Linked DNA regions of Mus musculus: region 1 is linked to region 2. The links are chromatin contacts, called in public promoter capture Hi-C maps. All regions are on one chromosome and are shown on one strand. The core of a region is the stretch at or near the end of the contact, and the rest is flanking DNA. Distances in the headings are between cores, read along the strand shown. Region 1 overlaps Abr (active BCR-related gene). Region 2 overlaps Vps53 (VPS53 GARP complex subunit).

Region 1 (3,253 bases), core at 455-2,954, 280 kb before region 2:
CTGCCGGGCTCCAAGTTCCTGTACTGTCCTCACCTGTGATGGGAGTCACTGTCTTGGCGGTGGGGAGGGGAGGGAAAGGATATCAACAGAGTCAGAGCCTCAGTGAGTGCACGTGTTTCAGTGTTTCCTGGTGCCCAGAAGATGGAAATGAGGGAAAGGGTCTGTGTGCACTTGTATCTCTGAGGCATTGTGCCAGTTTTGAAAAATGCTGCTATCTACTTATCTTCTCGAGAAAGCTTGAGGGATAATGTTTAGCATGGAGCCATTCACACTGCTGCTTGGCGCCTTGTGTGGCTCACCCTTAAGACACAGTGTGTGCAGATTCTGTGACCATGAACTTAAGGGAGATAATGACAAGGCTGGGTGGCAGGCATGGATGCTCTGGGTCTCTTAACTTTTGACCCCAACATGCATACCAAATTCATCCTGGGCAGGGAGTGTCACTCTTTTTCTGTTTTTTAAAGATTTTTTAAAAATTTTTATTTATATGAGTACACTGTAGCTGTCCTCAGACACACTCCAGAAGATTGCATCAGAACCCATTACAGATGGTTGTGAGACACCAAGTGGCTGCTGGGAATCGAACTCAGGACCCCAGGAAGAGCAGTCAGTGTTCTCAACTGCTGAGCCATCTCTCCAGCCCCATGTGTCACTCTTTTTTAATACTAGTTTTTATTTCATGTTTATGGGGATTTTGCCAGCATGCATGTGTATTCACTGCTTGTGTGACTGGTGCCGGCGGAACCAGAGAAGGTGTTGTACCCCCTGGTATTAGAGTTAAGGATGGAGGGTGCTAGAAACAAATCCTGGGTCCTCTAAGGGTTGTAACCACTGCGTTCTTTTTTAAGATAGTGTTGATTGTTCTCTGGTGTTTTACTTGGTGCCACTGGGAGGTGTGTGGGTATCCCCATCCCCCACCTGTCTTGGGTTCAGTATCTAAATAGAGGGGTGGTACCCTCCAGTCGAGGCCCAGCCATCTGCCTCATGTTCTTAAGCACAGCTTTCCTGATGCTGAGGGACCTGTACCCTGTTCATTGGTGCTGTCACCAGGGAGACAGTGCTGCTAGGCAACCACGTGCCAGCCCTTCATTGTTTCGGAAATAAGAATGACAGAAAGCTCTCTGAATCCAATCCCTGTCACATGTCCTCTTAAGTAGCAAAACCCTCACCTCTATGGCCTTGGTCAAGGCCCAAGCAATAAGCAGGGAACAAGTTCCAGGCTGGCCTGGCCAGCCTTGGCAGACAAGCAGCCAAGCGATGTAAGAAGCTGCCACGCTGCCTGGGCCATCGATGGCTGTAAAATGTAAGAGTGACCAGGGCAGCCAGCTCTGTGAGCACTACGGCCCCCTGCCTCTCTCCACTCAGATCCCAGGGCCAGGAGTCTCCCCCTGGATGGCAGGCAGCCCGGCTCCCTCTGCCCTCACGGTGCTGCTCAGGCCCAGAGGAAATACCATAAATCATCAGCTCTTGGAGACAGGAGCAGATGGAGGTCTCGGGGGAGGGGAGGCTGCCAGGTTGTATTTGGCAAAGCCGAAAGCACATTCTGCTAAGGAAAATGTTTCTGGTTTTAGCTTCGAAGAATGTTAAATGCCTGAGAGTTGATATTAAAAGAAACACAAACGTCCCAGCTGCCAGCCGACCGACCAGGCCAGTGAGTGGGCAGCTCAGAGCCCAGGGCCTCAGGAGGCCTTTGAAGTTCTCTAGCACTCAGCCTCCTGAGCACAACCCGGGCTATGAGCCATGGATTCACCTCACCATCTCCTGGGCACTGGGGAGGGGGTGACGTGGCTCTTAAAGCCCTGCACTGTAGCTACCTCAGAGCCACTGAGACAGCCAGGCTGGATGGATAGTCTGCACTGGACAGTCCCACATGGCCAGGCCCCACGGAGCTGTAGGACAGCCTGTTTCCATAGCTGCCACATGTTTAAGGTGTCTAGAGTTCTACCTAATTCTGCAACCCAGGTTGCTGCTTCCCTTCAGCGGGTCCTGAGAGCTTGGTGGGAGAGGAGGTAGGACCTAAGGGATGCTCAATGGGGTGGGGGTGGGGGGATGCCTCTACTCAGCCCAGCCTGGGATCAGTGAGGGGACCCGGAGTCTGAGCTCTAGGCGTTTGCTTCTGTGATGGGTTGCTCTCTTGTAGCCATGATGTAGGAGCGCATCTGAAAGTGGAGGCAGGGCTGTGTGTTATAATCAGTGCAGACAAATGGTAGCACTGGTCACTGCCATGTGTGTCCAGTATTTGTGCTCTGAGAAGCTCAGACCCAAGTGCTGTCTGATGTGATCCTGATACAGCTCTGCATGGAAGGTGACCCCTTTGTCCTGCTTCACAGATGGGACACTGAGCCCAAAGTGCCTCTGCTGACAGTATGCAGGGAATGCTATGCTGTCTCCTTGGTCCTCTGTATATCTTAGGCCTTCATCAAGAAGTCTTGCAGCCCAGGTTTGAAAGGCCTTGACGTGGCTAAAGGCCTGGTGATGGAGCTGGAGTCTTGCTGTCTGGCATAACAAGAGCCTCAGATTGCCATTGGTTGGAGTAGTGTCACCTCCGGATGCAAAACACTTTAGCATAGTGTGCCTAGAAAGAGGTAGAATGCATGGAAAAGAGCCAGGCAGGTTATAAATTTGGGGAGGGGGAAATTTACAGTGCCTCTGCAGTGAATGCACATAAGTGTAGGGTACCCTATCAGATTGAAGGGCTAGTATTGTACTACAGGCTACCAGACAGCAGCACAAGATGCTAGCACAATACTGATTAAGAAGCCCTCAGCTATGGCCGCAGGGGGTCTCCACAGCATCCTGTGAGCAGGAAGGGTCACAAAGATAAGCACACCCAGGCAGTGAGAGCAAATAACCTGTCCAAGGTCCAGGTGTGAACTCAGGAGAAGCAGCACCCTAACCTAGAGCTAGTTAGCCTCTGCTGCCAACTCCAAAGCCCATTGCTAGGGTGCTCTGCAGCCCCCACTGTCCTGGGTAAGGAATGGGTAGAAACTAACAGGGAAGGTTATGTGGCTGGAGGTAGGGAGGCTTCAAGAAGGATGTGAGGCTGGGGGATCTAAGAGCGCTGGATCTTTAATTCCAAAAGCAGGGTTTGTATTGAAAAATTAGAGTCATTGTGAAGAGTCTTGACAGTCACCAGCCCTCCCATTGAATCCCACGACCCTTTATTATATAATTCTGTGCTTTTCCCCCCGCCCTTGGGTGTGTACACTATTATGTAGGCTTAATCATAGTGTGTGTTTTGTATATTTTTTCT
Region 2 (3,265 bases), core at 226-2,725:
GTGTGTGTGTGTGTGTGTGTGAGAGAGAGAGAGAGAGAGAGAGAGAGAGAAACAGACAGAGACACAGACAGAGAGAAAGACAAAGGGGAGGAGAGAGAGGGAGGGGGACAGAGAGAGACAGACAGACAGACAGACAATGACTATATACACAGACTGGTAGAAGGCTCAACAGGTAAGGCACGTGCCCCTAAGCCTGAGGACCTATGTGAGGACTTATGTTCAGTCCCAGGACTCACACAACAGAAGAGACCCGACCCTCACAAGCTGTCCTTTGAGATTTGTGCTCAAGCCGTGGTACTTGTGTGCACATACCTGCACTTAAGTGCACACGTGCGCGCGCGCGCGCGCACACACACACACACACACACACACACACACACACACACACACTCTCACTACTGTTGCTTTAAGAGGGCTCCAAGCCGGGCGTGGTGGTGCACGCCTTTAATCCCGGCACTCAGGAGGCAGAGGCAGGCGGATTTCTGAGTTCGAGGCCAGCCTGGTCTACAAAGTGAGTCAGGACAGGACAGCCAGGGCTACACAGAGAAACCCTGTCTCGAAAAAAGCAAAACAAAACAAAACAAAACAAAAAAAGAGGGCTCCAGCAGAGTTAGTAGGCCAGGAGCTGTTATGCTCATTTTCCTTAGAAACTCAGGGATGTTGAACAACTGCCCTCCAGCGAGTTGGCAGTGGCAGAGTGGACGAGTGTGTGGTCCTGGATAACTCACTGGCTGTTCTGACATGGGCAGTGATTTAAATCATACACAGTCCAGTTGTGAAGGGACTAACATAACAGAGTAGGAACAAGTTCACCCCACCTGAGTTGTTTTCCTCATTAAAATAGCTTCTCTTTTCTGAATTTCACTTTCACCGCTGGCTGACTATTCTTGGATTTCTGAAAATTCCGAGTAAGCCTTGGCTTAGCGGAAGTTGTGTGAACAGGGTAATGTGGCATCTCAGGTCTGTTCCTGGAAGGTTTCTGGCTTCCTCCTGTAGCAGAGAGCCAGAAGCAATTTTTAATTTTTAAGCGTAGTTCCTCCTGAGAAAAAGTATCTGTTGGGGAAAAGGCCAAGGGAATTAGAAAATTACCATCCTCCCATCTTCCACCAGGGGGCACCATTTCACCGTATTTTCTTTCGAGGTTTGCTTGTTTTCACTATTCCATAGCAGTCAGTAGAGATGAATTAAAATATAGACAAATACTCAGCCACCACTGCCTGATTTTTTTTTTTTTAAAGAGACTCACTAAGTAGACTGCTACTCAAACTTGTGATCCTCCTGCCTCAGACTCCTGAGTGCTGGCATTACAGGTGTGTACCATTGTGCTTGCTTGAGCAGACTCATGAACTTTCCCAGGTGAAGGGCACCATCACTCAAGGAGGACCCTGAGGACTAACACAGTGTCCTCGGTGAGCCTCTCTGGCTGTGTCAGCCACTGCTTCCTCAGAGAGCTGCTGTTGGACTCGGGTGAGAAGTAGCCCCCCCCCTGCTTTGGGATTGCATCAGTGGGGTTGTGTCATCTGCAGCCTTGCTCCTGACTTTCCCCAGCAGTGGTGTGTAAGAATTAGGCATCTTGGTATGGCTGTATCCATTCATCCCATGTCTTTCTATAGTTTGTTTTATAGTCATATTTTTTTTTCTTTCGAGGCAGGGTCTCACTTTGTAGTGCTGGCCAGCCTAGAACTCAAGAGACTCCCCTGGCTCTGTCTCCTGAGTGCTGGAAATACAAGCTTGCACCATCTCATCCAGGCCACAACCTTGTATGTCCTGTGTTAGCAAACTTCCCATAAAGGTCAAGACAGTCTTCTAAGCTTTATAGGTCCCGCAGTGCCCGGTACAGCTTCCCAGCTCTGCCACCACAGTACATGAGCAGCCACAGCCACATGGGAGTTGACTAATGTGGCTGCCTTCCAATAAAGCTTCAAAAAGAGAACAGATAGTATTTGTCAGCTATGCTTAGGGGCTGGGAAGATGGCTCAGTACGCACTGCTGAGGGTGAAAAAGTGTGGCGACTGAGTCTGGTTCCTGAGCACACATGTAGATGCTGGGCATGGTGGCTTGCCTATACTCTCAGCACTCAGAAGGTGAAGACAAGGGGTTTCCAGAGCAAGCTGGCAGGGAAGACTAGGTGGATCGGTGAGCCTTGGGTGTGAGAGACACTACCTCAGTACATAAGGTGGGCAGTGAGGAAGACTCCTGATGTCACCCTCTGGCCTGTGCATCTGTGTGTTCAAAGAATGGACATACATGCCTACACACATGTACACCATGTGCACATGTACACAAACCAAAACATTTTAAAAAAATAAGATGATTTTTAAAAGAATTAAATGTGCTATCAAGATCAAACTTCTTGAGGTGTCACAAACATCCCTTGAGTGCATTATTTCTCTGTGAAAGAAAATTCCAACAAGGACATTAACAGCCAGCAATCTTCTTTTCTTTATTGTAGTCTCTGGCAAACATTGACGATGTTGTGAACAAAATTAGACTGAAAATAAGGTAAGTAATGCCATATGCTTTTTTAATGAAAGGCATATTGTTAATCTAGTCATATCTGAATCACATTTTTTGATGAAAGCACTGAAATCTCAAATTTAAAAGTAATTCTTCTCTTGTGGCTTTTCATGTAAACTCTATGGCAAAGAGCTTGATTCTTTGGCCAGTGTTTTACTGCCCATACAAAACGAAGGGAGCTGGAACAGACTGTTCAAAAGCAGTTACCATCAGGCGGGCTGTCGTGGTGCACACCGTTAATCCCAGCACTCAGGGGTAGACACAAGTGGATCTCTGAGTTCAGAACCAGCCTATTTTATATAGCCAGGGCTGTACAGTGAGACCCTGTCTTAAAACAAAACAAGACCAAAAAAAAAAAAATCATCAGGGCTGGGAATGTAACTTAGAAGAGTGCTAACCCAGCATAATAACATGAAGCCCCAGATTCAGTCCTAAAAGCATGGCATAAACCCATAAACCACGTATGGGTGCAAACACTTATAGTCTTAGCACGTGGGAGGGAGAGGCAGGAGAGGCAGGAGAGGCAGGAGAATCAGAAGTTCAAGGTCATCTTTGGCTACGTGGTAAGCTTGAGACCTGTCTGGGATTTATGAGACCTTATCAAAAAAAAAAAAAAAAAAAAAAAAAGGAAAAAAGGAGAAAGAAGAAAAGTTAACTTTCAAAGAAGGAATAACTTTTCTATAACGTTTAATGCTTTTATTCTTTAATAGGTTTGCCTATTTTGTAGTACTAAGACCAGCTATGGAGA

Evidence for each region. Capture Hi-C pulls out chosen DNA fragments and counts their contacts.
Region 1: a contact with region 2 is called in a promoter capture Hi-C map of adipose tissue. The contact joins two enhancer-like sites. A contact is called at or near these places in 2 of 39 promoter capture datasets (the C10 cell line and the HPC-7 cell line), 5 of 115 datasets of contacts at active chromatin or transcription factors (the 230-238 cell line, craniofacial prominence, embryonic stem cells and 2 more) and 3 of 9 other capture datasets (adipose tissue, liver and pancreatic islet).

What each region holds. Positions count from the first base shown.
Region 1 is chr11:76,448,197-76,451,449 of GRCm38.p6, reverse strand. The region is part of intron 16 of Abr (active BCR-related gene); the gene reads left to right. Among named protein-coding and RNA genes, the nearest start is that of Timm22, 43 kb to the right of the region's middle. Within about 2 kb of position 1,704, at least 93 of the 459 cell types and tissues checked have an H3K27ac peak or open chromatin away from gene starts, as enhancers often do. A contact at or near this core is called in adipose tissue, where this site is marked.
Region 2 is chr11:76,165,436-76,168,700 of GRCm38.p6, reverse strand. It overlaps Vps53 (VPS53 GARP complex subunit), which reads left to right. Exons shown (of 22, transcript NM_026664.4): 3 at 2,453-2,502. The region is part of intron 2 of Gm46252 (a long non-coding RNA gene); the gene reads right to left. Among named protein-coding and RNA genes, the nearest start is that of Vps53, 13 kb to the left of the region's middle. Within about 2 kb of position 1,475, at least 41 of the 459 cell types and tissues checked have an H3K27ac peak or open chromatin away from gene starts, as enhancers often do. A contact at or near this core is called in adipose tissue, where this site is marked.